Linked DNA regions of Mus musculus: all the other regions are linked to region 1. The links are chromatin contacts, called in public HiChIP or PLAC-seq maps. All regions are on one chromosome and are shown on one strand. Each heading gives the region's core, a stretch centred on a gene start, on an enhancer-like site or on the middle of the called end of the contact. The rest is flanking DNA. Distances are from core to core; before and after follow the strand shown. Region 1 holds the start of Snrnp48 (small nuclear ribonucleoprotein 48 (U11/U12)). Region 2 overlaps Txndc5 (thioredoxin domain containing 5). Region 3 overlaps Bloc1s5 (biogenesis of lysosomal organelles complex-1, subunit 5, muted).

Region 1 (2,700 bases), core at 166-2,665:
TCTAGATGCTTTTTCTGACCCATCATAGTCTATAATAACCAGTACTACAAAAATTTCAACTCCCCCCATTACAGACTTTGCCACACAATAACAGCTGTCATTTCTTTACCCCTCCCCCCACTGTTACCATGACAAACTCTACAAGTGCACATGAAACATGGAAATTGATTAATTATCTGGACTAGTCTCAAAACTATCAATGTCATTTACCAGATTTTTTAAGCCAGTTACAACAGTGAGTATCAGATAATCATGTACTTCACGGTTTACTGGATAATCTGGGAGTTTTACAATGGACTTTCATATAGCGGTTAAGCAAAATACACCTCAGAAATCAGAAGGCCTGCAAGTCCCAGTTGCCAATCCCACTGGGATGTTTTTGTTTCTTCATTTGTAAAATGCTGCCAATTATTCTAGCCTCCTTGGGATACGAATTTTAAATGAAGTAACGCAGTGCCATTTAGAACGTGTTAAGTGTTAATATCACGATGTTGTCTAATATCTCGATAATAAATGAAGGAGTGGTGGGGCCCTCCATTCTCAATGGTCTGGAAATTTCATAAAATTATCAATTCATACCTCAAACTTTTTCAGTTGTCCCCCAAATCCATTTTTACAGCATCGTTACTAGGCTTTAAGCCATGAACTATATTGGTTAATTCACAACTCCAAATATACTTGTAAAGGTACAATGAAGGGTTTTTTTTCTTTCCAATTTCCACTTCAATTTTAAGACAATGGTGATTAGCTTGTACGTAAATTGCATATATCTTAAATATTTCCATCGACATATGACTTAAACCTTGTTACTGCATCATAGTAAATGAAGAGGGTATAAGAAATCACCGCGCAACGCAAATTCCCTCTATCCTGCACCTATTAAATAAGTCAGGATAATTCACTCTAATACACTCCTTAGGGGTCCGCTACTAGCTACCATTCCTTGGTGGCGCCCTTTAATCGTCCCACAATCGGTCCTGTCCGAGTGGGAAGCGTCCGGGTTTAAGATAGAGAAAAGTGAACACTGAATCTAACGCAATGCAGAATCCTTATATCATGACGAAGCAAATCGCCAACCTCAGCAGCAGCGCCCCCGGGATATGCACCGGACGAGCCCTGTCCTCCCCTGCATCGCACCGGGATGGAGAGAAGTGGGCTCCCCGGGCGCCTTTCCCACGGCGAGAAGTCAGCGGCCCGGGAAAGGCCGGGCAACCTCGCCCCTCACCTCGGCCTCCGCCTCGTCCCCGGGGTCCAGCTGATCCAGGCTCCATCCCAGGGACGCCGTCACCTCCTCCAGCGTCCGGCAGCAGCTCTCCACAAACTCGCTCAGCTCCTCCTGGAGCCGACGCCGCTCTTCCAGAGGAGGAGGTTCGGTCTCCATGATGGCAGCTCACCTCAGGCAGGAAGAGGCGGAACTGCTGGGCGCGCACGAGCTTCTGGGCGCGCACGGGCTTCTGGGAGCCGTGGGCGGGGCCCCGGGATGGCGCCAGCCTATCGGGAAGAGCCGACGGGCAGGGCGGAAGCGGTAGTTTTGAAAGGTGTTTCCACGCTCTTCTGGGTTTAGTTTGCGTAGCAGGTTAGAACTTGCGTCCCAGCTTTGAGCATCATTCCGCTGCTCCTTCGATGTTTTTAGGAGAAATTATTTATATCGGCAGGAAAGTTTAAAGAACAACACAGAAAGTGTCAGTGTAGCCTTTCTCCAGCTCATTAGCGTTTTCCCTCTTACAATTACTTCTAGATTCTTTATCCCAAATGCTATTATGCACATCCTCAGAACATTTTCCTACATAATCACAATGCATGATCAAACAGAAAATTCCTGAAACGGCTCTTCAAATTCTTTTTAAAGCAATTTATTATGTTTTAACCAATTGGCTATAATTGGTTATTATTTCTTAATTTAGAACAGGACTGGTTAAGAGCATTGACTGCTCTTCCAGAGGTGTCCTGAGTTCAGTTCCCAGGAACCACAAGGTGGCTCACAACCATCTAAAATGGGATCTGATACCCTCTTCTGGTGTGTCTGAAGACAGCTACAGTGTACTCCTATACATTAGATAAATAGATAGATAGATATATCTTTAAGAAAGAAAGGAAGAGGGCTGGTGAGATGGCTCAGTGGGTAAGAGCACCCGACTGCTCTTCCGAAGGTCCGAAGTTCAAATCCCAGCAACCACATGGTGGCTCACAACCACCCGTAATGAGATCTGATGCCCTCTTCTGGTGTGTCTGAAGACAGCTACAGTGTACTTACATATAATAAATAAATAAATCTTTGAAAGAAAGGAAGGAAGGAAGAGAGAGAGCCAGGCTCTTGGCCAGCACTTGGAAGGCAGACACTTGGGAGGCAGATTTCTGAGTTCGAGGCCAGCCTGGTCTAAAGTGAGTTCCAGGACAGCCAGGGATATACAGAGAAACCCTGTTGTGTGTGTGTGTGTGAGAGAGAGAGAGAGAGAGAGAGACTGTGCTGGGGTATCTAAGAGACCAAATTCCTGTCTGAGTTACATTTGGCTTCTCCTCCTGAGAGTGGTGGTCCTGAATTCGAAATCACTAGGTGGTCATTGGCCACACTGTATTCACTGAGACTAAATGTTAGTTCAGTGACAGTTTAACAGTTTGTAAAGCATCCTGTTAACAACATAGAATACTGTAACTCTCAGGTAGTAACATGCTGTCTTGAATATTTTTCATGTAAAAAGT
Region 2 (2,700 bases), core at 6-2,505, 300 kb before region 1:
TTGCAGGAAATGACTCTACTGTACCCCGTGCAGCAACCGTTATTTTAGAGAGGAAGATGAGCATTCACTTTTAAAGCTCAGCCTACTTAGGCACAAACAAAACCATCAGTGAATTGTGATGGGCTCAGCTTTCTCGTCGAGCCATTCAGTACGTGACCTAGTAACCCAAACCTTCCTGGCACGGGGTCCTCGGGGACTAGAATCTCAGTGGACGGAGAGCAAACCGAGACCTAGATAGCCTGGCACTGGAGGACAGATGGGTTCTATGACTTCCATGAACAGCTGTAACCTGCATGTCCTGTGATGGCCCTGAACCTCAGTTTCCTTATGTCTTTGTCAGTACAGTCCATTTGAACAAGCACAGTCCATAGAGATGATCAACCCAAATACACAGTGGTCACCGTGACACCCCTATCAGCTTGGTGCTTCGTGCACTCGGGGGTGCTGCTGCATGCAGGTGTGCTGCTAAGGAGGATGTGACCCGTGAGTTGGGCAGCTTTTGCCCTTGAATAGAAAGGAGACTCAGGCCTGAAGTCTTAGCACCAGGGATGCTAAAGCAGGAGGACTGTGAGTTCGTGGCCAGCCTGGGCTACAAAGAGAAACAAAGGAGAAAGGGTGCCACACAATGCTATTAACCTTTTAGTTTAGAAGCCCCCAGAGCTGTACAGATAGGTGAGTGGAGAGAGAAGTGGGGAAGGCAGAAAGAGAGCAAACGGCAGCAAAGGGAAGATTTGAGCAGAGCTCTGTTGTGAATGACCTATCAAGGACGCCCTGCCCAGGCAGTGCAATCTACACCATCACTGTGTGACCTCACATGTGATTCCCGCTCCCCCTGCTGCTCACGGTCACTTTAGGTGTCAGCCCTGCTCACCATTCTGTGAGATCAGAGTCTAACTTTGCAAACCTGCTCACTTCTGTCAGGCTACCAAAGGTGGCAGGGCTTTCACTTCCTCCTTAGGAGAGGAAGGGCGGGCCCATGTGCACCCAGTGGGAGAATTTGGTGGTTTTAACTGATTCTACGAGGGTGTGGTGACCAGATCTTGGTACAGCTAACCCCTGCTCTCTTCTAGGTGTGGCCACTGTAAGAATCTGGCTCCTACCTGGGAGGAGCTCTCTAAAAAGGAATTCCCAGGCTTGTCAGATGTCACCATCGCAGAAGTGGACTGCACCGCTGAGCGCAATGTCTGCAGCAAGTACTCGGTGGGTACCTCCGGGAGGAGGCGCGGGGGAGGGGCGAAATGTGCCTGGAGGTGGAGCTGAGGATTGGATCAGTGCCCCAAGGGACCTTCACTCAGCATCATGGAATGAGTTGGCTCACTCTGGCCAGGCCTCCCTAGAGAGTGATTTGTATCTTGAGTTGTGCCATTTGAGAAAAAAAGGGCCTTTTGCAGCAGAGGAGGCTGGCCTTTCAGAGTGGGGCTCTGGGTTCTTGCTGGGGTCTAGCTGTACGGTCCTAAGATGTGACGTGTTGGGAGTGGGGTACTGCCTGCTGACCGGCTGTTGGGCGGCGGACGTGGGGGGATAAAGGGGTGGGAGAAAACCTGCGTCCCACCAGAGTTCCAGTGCTCTGGACGGGTGGACGTGAAGGACTTCCACTTGCTCTCCACTCAGCCCCGGGTCTGGCTGTGGGAAGCCACGGACCCCAGCCCTCGGGGGATGAAAGGGGTCCAAGGTCTCTGGGCCTCACGGAAGCCAGAGATAACAGTTTTGTCTTGGACATCCCAGACGCTGCTGTCTGTCTCGGAAGAGCTGAGAACAAAGTGGGGGCCCCAGGGGCAGCCCTATTATCCCCAGAGCTGAAGAGAGGAGAGGGCAGGGGTATAGGGGGCACGCTGGTGAGAGTCCTTGGTTCTCTCTGAAGCCTGAGGTTACACGCGGCTCTTTAGGGGAAAGCCTATCCCATAGTTCAAGCACAGAGGGCCTTGAACAGAGATGGTCTATGGTTTTAGAGCTTTATTGTAGAAAGGTGGAGAGAAAGAGAGACGGTAAAGAGATTTGGGGGGGGGGAGAGAAGGAGGGCTAGAAATGAGAATAAGAAAGGTGAGAGCTTAAGAGAGAGGAGAGCCAAGCAGCCCATTTTATAGTGGGCTGGGCTATCTTGTAGTTGCAGGGTAGCTGTGGGGAGGAGCATACCTGGCTATTGTCAGGTAACTGTGAGGGTAGAGTCTAGCTAGAATACCAGAGCTTGGGGCTCTGTGGTATCAGGCACCTGTCTCTGGGAACTTGGCTCACTGTTCCATCCCTTGTAGAGTTTTCTACTGGGTCTCTGGAGCAAGCTTCACTCAACCAAAACAGGCTGCCTTTCACAGCCCCACAACTGTCCAGCAGCTGTCTTGTCTTAACCAGCCAAGGGCTCAGCCTTCAGTTATAAACAGGCATGCTGAAGGATGGGGCTGAAAGGAATGAGCGAATCAAAACACCCCTGGAAAAGGCCATGGCTGGAGAGATGGTCTGTTTAACTGGCACGTTTCTTCTGAGCTCAGCATACGATGGGCTATGTGTGTACCATTTATAATTTGCCTTCTACATGTATGGTGCAGGGCGTAGAACCAGGGCCTCGTGTATACCCCAGTCATACAGTAGCACTAATATTCAGAATTTCCCAGCCTTACCTGAGCAGGTTTGTGTGCGTGTGCTGTGTGGACTCTAAAACATTGACATCAGATGTCTTTCTTAGACTTCACTGAACCTAGCACTCAC
Region 3 (2,700 bases), core at 79-2,578, 410 kb before region 1:
TAGACAATGCTCGGCTTACATTGAACTGTATCATAACCCAAATGTGGAAAAGCAGGGTAAAATGTAAGTTAATGAGATAATGTGGTGGTTTCACCTGGACATTTCTTAGTGTTTCAGTAATTTATTCATTGCTCTACATTAATAAAAATACACATCACATTTACTAGTACAGATGTTGAAACGTCTAATCACTCTGAAAGCAAACCCTTCTCTTGTGTATTCTCATTAACTGAGGTCTGCCACAGCATAGGTGGGAAATGGAATGAATCCTACCAGAGTTGTGATTTCACATCCTTTATCCAATTCTGGGTGCCCATAGAGAGTTTGGAAACTCGATAATTGCATGGCACAAACCTTACTGGAAGGACCTGGTGTGTAAGCCAGATGGGTTGGCTACCCTAGGGTTCAAGAGCCCAGCTCCGGAAGCCGAACTTTGCTGAGCACAGAGGACATATCGAGGCAGAGTTGTGGTTGGGAGACCTGTATCGGATGGAACACTAGCACAGCACTGAGGAAGTGCAGGCAGGGACTGGAGTGGACAGGCCAGCCTGGGCAGCAAGTATGGTTTAATCTGTGCTTTACCAACAGCCACCAGGGGAGCACTTTCTTGTTTGTTAAGGTGAAGGCGGTTTCTAGACCTGGGGAGCTAAAGCCCTGGAGTCATAAACCACAATACTGATAGAAGATGGGCAACGTGTGCACTGTGGCCAGGCTACAGGAGCCTTGTGTGCTCTCAGCAGAAGGGACGATTAGGAAGCTGTGGCTCTCCATGCCTGACGCCATTTGGCAAGCAGGGTTCAGATGCTAGTGTGTGGAAGGCTGTGGGAGTGTGAGGACAACGGCCGAATCAAAGACAAGGAAGAGGAGGCAGTGAGCGCTGGCTTGGCTGTCCAGTGTCAGCTCTAGGTGTGTGTGGAGGACCCTGAGGCCCGGGCTGCACACTTTGTTACTGGCAAGACCGCTTCTGTTTGTGAGAACAGAGTATCTGGTAGAATGCTGGCTGCACACTTTTGTTTGTTTGTTATTTTCAGATATGATCTGATAGTACTTAAGCTAACCTCATGCTTGCTCTCTAGCGAAGGCTGGCCATAAACTCCTGACCTTCCTGCTTCTTGATCCCAAGTTCATGACAGAGACTTTGGCGTGGTGCCTGGCTTTGCCTAGGAGTGTTGGAATATACTGCACTGCTCTTTCACCAAGGACTAGCACAGCCAGTGGGTCTGGCATTGTGAGGGGCTCTGAGTTCTCCCTCCAGACAGGTTAATACATTGTCTTGACGTTATGGAGGATGTGCATTTCACAGAGCAGCGTAAGTGAGAATTCCTTACATGCTTCCTGGGATAAGCCTTTAGTCTAAGTCCTAATTCTTTCAGTGTTATACTTACCTAACCAACAGAGCATTGGAAGTATGTGGCTGCAGGGCCTGAAAATTGTTTGATTTTACTGCCACCCTACCTCCTCCTCAAGGTTTGGCAAAGCCAAGGTTTTACTCAAAGTTTGACAAAGGTTTTAGAAGACACACATACACATAGTACATGCATACATACACATACACACCACATACACACATATACATAACACATATTTGTCATAAAGGTCAATTAGTTCCTTGTACAGCAAGTATGTACAGATGAAAAATGACCCCGGTTTGCACTTTCCTGTCTAATATTAGTTGTTGCCTTGGGTTATCCTGTTGGCCACATTTTGTATATTTGAAAGGCTCCCCAAACAAAGAAAGATGGAAGTAGTAATGGAATAAAATAGGCTGTTACCATTAATCAGTAATTCTTTTATATTAAGACAATTTGTGGAATTCTGTGGGAAGTAAATTGATAAGCATCATTTGTCCAAATCACATTTCCCACAATTGATATCTAAAAGAACATTCAAAGGAACAATATATGCCCATTCTGCTGTGATTCCGCATGTCTTAAGACCTGCCCTAATACAGAGTGTGTTCTTGGTGCTGAGAGAATAGTGAACTGAAAATACAGTTAACTTGTGACGTCCACTCACTCCAAAACAGTCATGGAAAGATGAGGTGGCCGGGGACAGTGGTCAGAATATAAACGTGGCTCCGTGGGCATGCATCTACTTTGGCAACCCGTTCCAGCCGGCCCAATGACAAGGACTTGACTGTGCAGGCTTCTGTTTCATCTCGACCGCAGACACTTACTGACTGTAGCTAGCTTCCTTATGATGTTATCATGCGAGCAGTGACATCACACGGAGCCTTGTTGATAGAGTTTGAATATAGCCATTGTTTCTTGATAGAACTAGAAAGTGCAGAGGAGAGAAGTATAGATTGCTCTGTGTAAAATAATTTAATAGGTTTTATACTGATACTTTTTCCTAAAGTCTTCTTCTTTATGCCCGTGTAAAGCTCAGATAAAGCTAACATCATGCGTGTTACTAACAGGCGTTCTGAATCTTCCTGATGCAGGATCTCACCAGTACCCTTCAGGCTGCCTCAGCCTCTGGATGCTAGGATAGCAGGCACTGCCTACCATATTGGCTTCCCAAAGGCCTTTGCAGCCTCATTTGGCCTATTCAGAATTTTCCCTTAGTAAAGTTCCTCTGCCGTGGTGCTGCTGGCATCGGAGACCAGATGTGTAATGGGATCGCCATAGGCTGTCCTTGACATTGACTTCTGTCTGCTAAATGCCAGTAATATCTCTCCATTCCTGTATATCTGTGCCA

Evidence for each region. HiChIP or PLAC-seq counts read pairs in DNA pulled down with a chosen protein or histone mark.
Region 2: a contact with region 1 is called in an H3K4me3 HiChIP or PLAC-seq map of the 230-238 cell line, with 10 read pairs. The contact joins the enhancer-like site here to the promoter of Snrnp48 in region 1. A contact is called at or near these places in 6 of 39 promoter capture datasets (the 3T3-L1 cell line, the C10 cell line, cranial neural crest and 3 more), 1 of 15 datasets of contacts at CTCF or cohesin (the NIH/3T3 cell line), 9 of 484 Hi-C or Micro-C datasets (3T3-L1-derived adipocytes, the G1E-ER4 cell line, cerebral cortex and 5 more), 3 of 115 datasets of contacts at active chromatin or transcription factors (the 230-238 cell line, embryonic stem cells and large pre-B cells) and 3 of 9 other capture datasets (adipose tissue, embryonic stem cells and pancreatic islet).
Region 3: an H3K27ac HiChIP or PLAC-seq map of trophoblast stem cells shows a contact between it and region 1, with 3 times the contacts expected there. The contact joins the enhancer-like site here to the promoter of Snrnp48 in region 1. A contact is called at or near these places in 5 of 39 promoter capture datasets (the 3T3-L1 cell line, cranial neural crest, frontonasal cranial neural crest and 1 more), 6 of 484 Hi-C or Micro-C datasets (cerebellar granule neurons, double positive thymocytes, embryonic fibroblasts and 3 more), 3 of 115 datasets of contacts at active chromatin or transcription factors (embryonic limb bud, stem cell-derived neural progenitor cells and trophoblast stem cells) and 1 of 9 other capture datasets (liver).

The regions. Positions count from the first base shown.
Region 1 is chr13:38,203,654-38,206,353 of GRCm38.p6, reverse strand. Snrnp48 (small nuclear ribonucleoprotein 48 (U11/U12)) reads right to left here and starts at 1,415. Exons shown (of 9, transcript NM_026382.2): 1 at 1,226-1,415. The coding sequence starts at 1,381.
Region 2 is chr13:38,501,931-38,504,630 of GRCm38.p6, reverse strand. Txndc5 (thioredoxin domain containing 5) reads left to right here. Exons shown (of 10, transcript NM_145367.4): 9 at 1,071-1,200. Among named protein-coding and RNA genes, the nearest start is that of Gm31834, 25 kb to the left of the region's middle. Within about 2 kb of position 1,255, at least 85 of the 459 cell types and tissues checked have an H3K27ac peak or open chromatin away from gene starts, as enhancers often do. A contact at or near this core is called in the 230-238 cell line, the G1E-ER4 cell line and adipose tissue, where this site is marked.
Region 3 is chr13:38,608,964-38,611,663 of GRCm38.p6, reverse strand. All of the region lies in intron 4 of Bloc1s5 (biogenesis of lysosomal organelles complex-1, subunit 5, muted), which reads left to right. Among named protein-coding and RNA genes, the nearest start is that of Bloc1s5, 25 kb to the left of the region's middle. Within about 2 kb of position 1,328, at least 3 of the 459 cell types and tissues checked have an H3K27ac peak or open chromatin away from gene starts, as enhancers often do. A contact at or near this core is called in trophoblast stem cells, where this site is marked.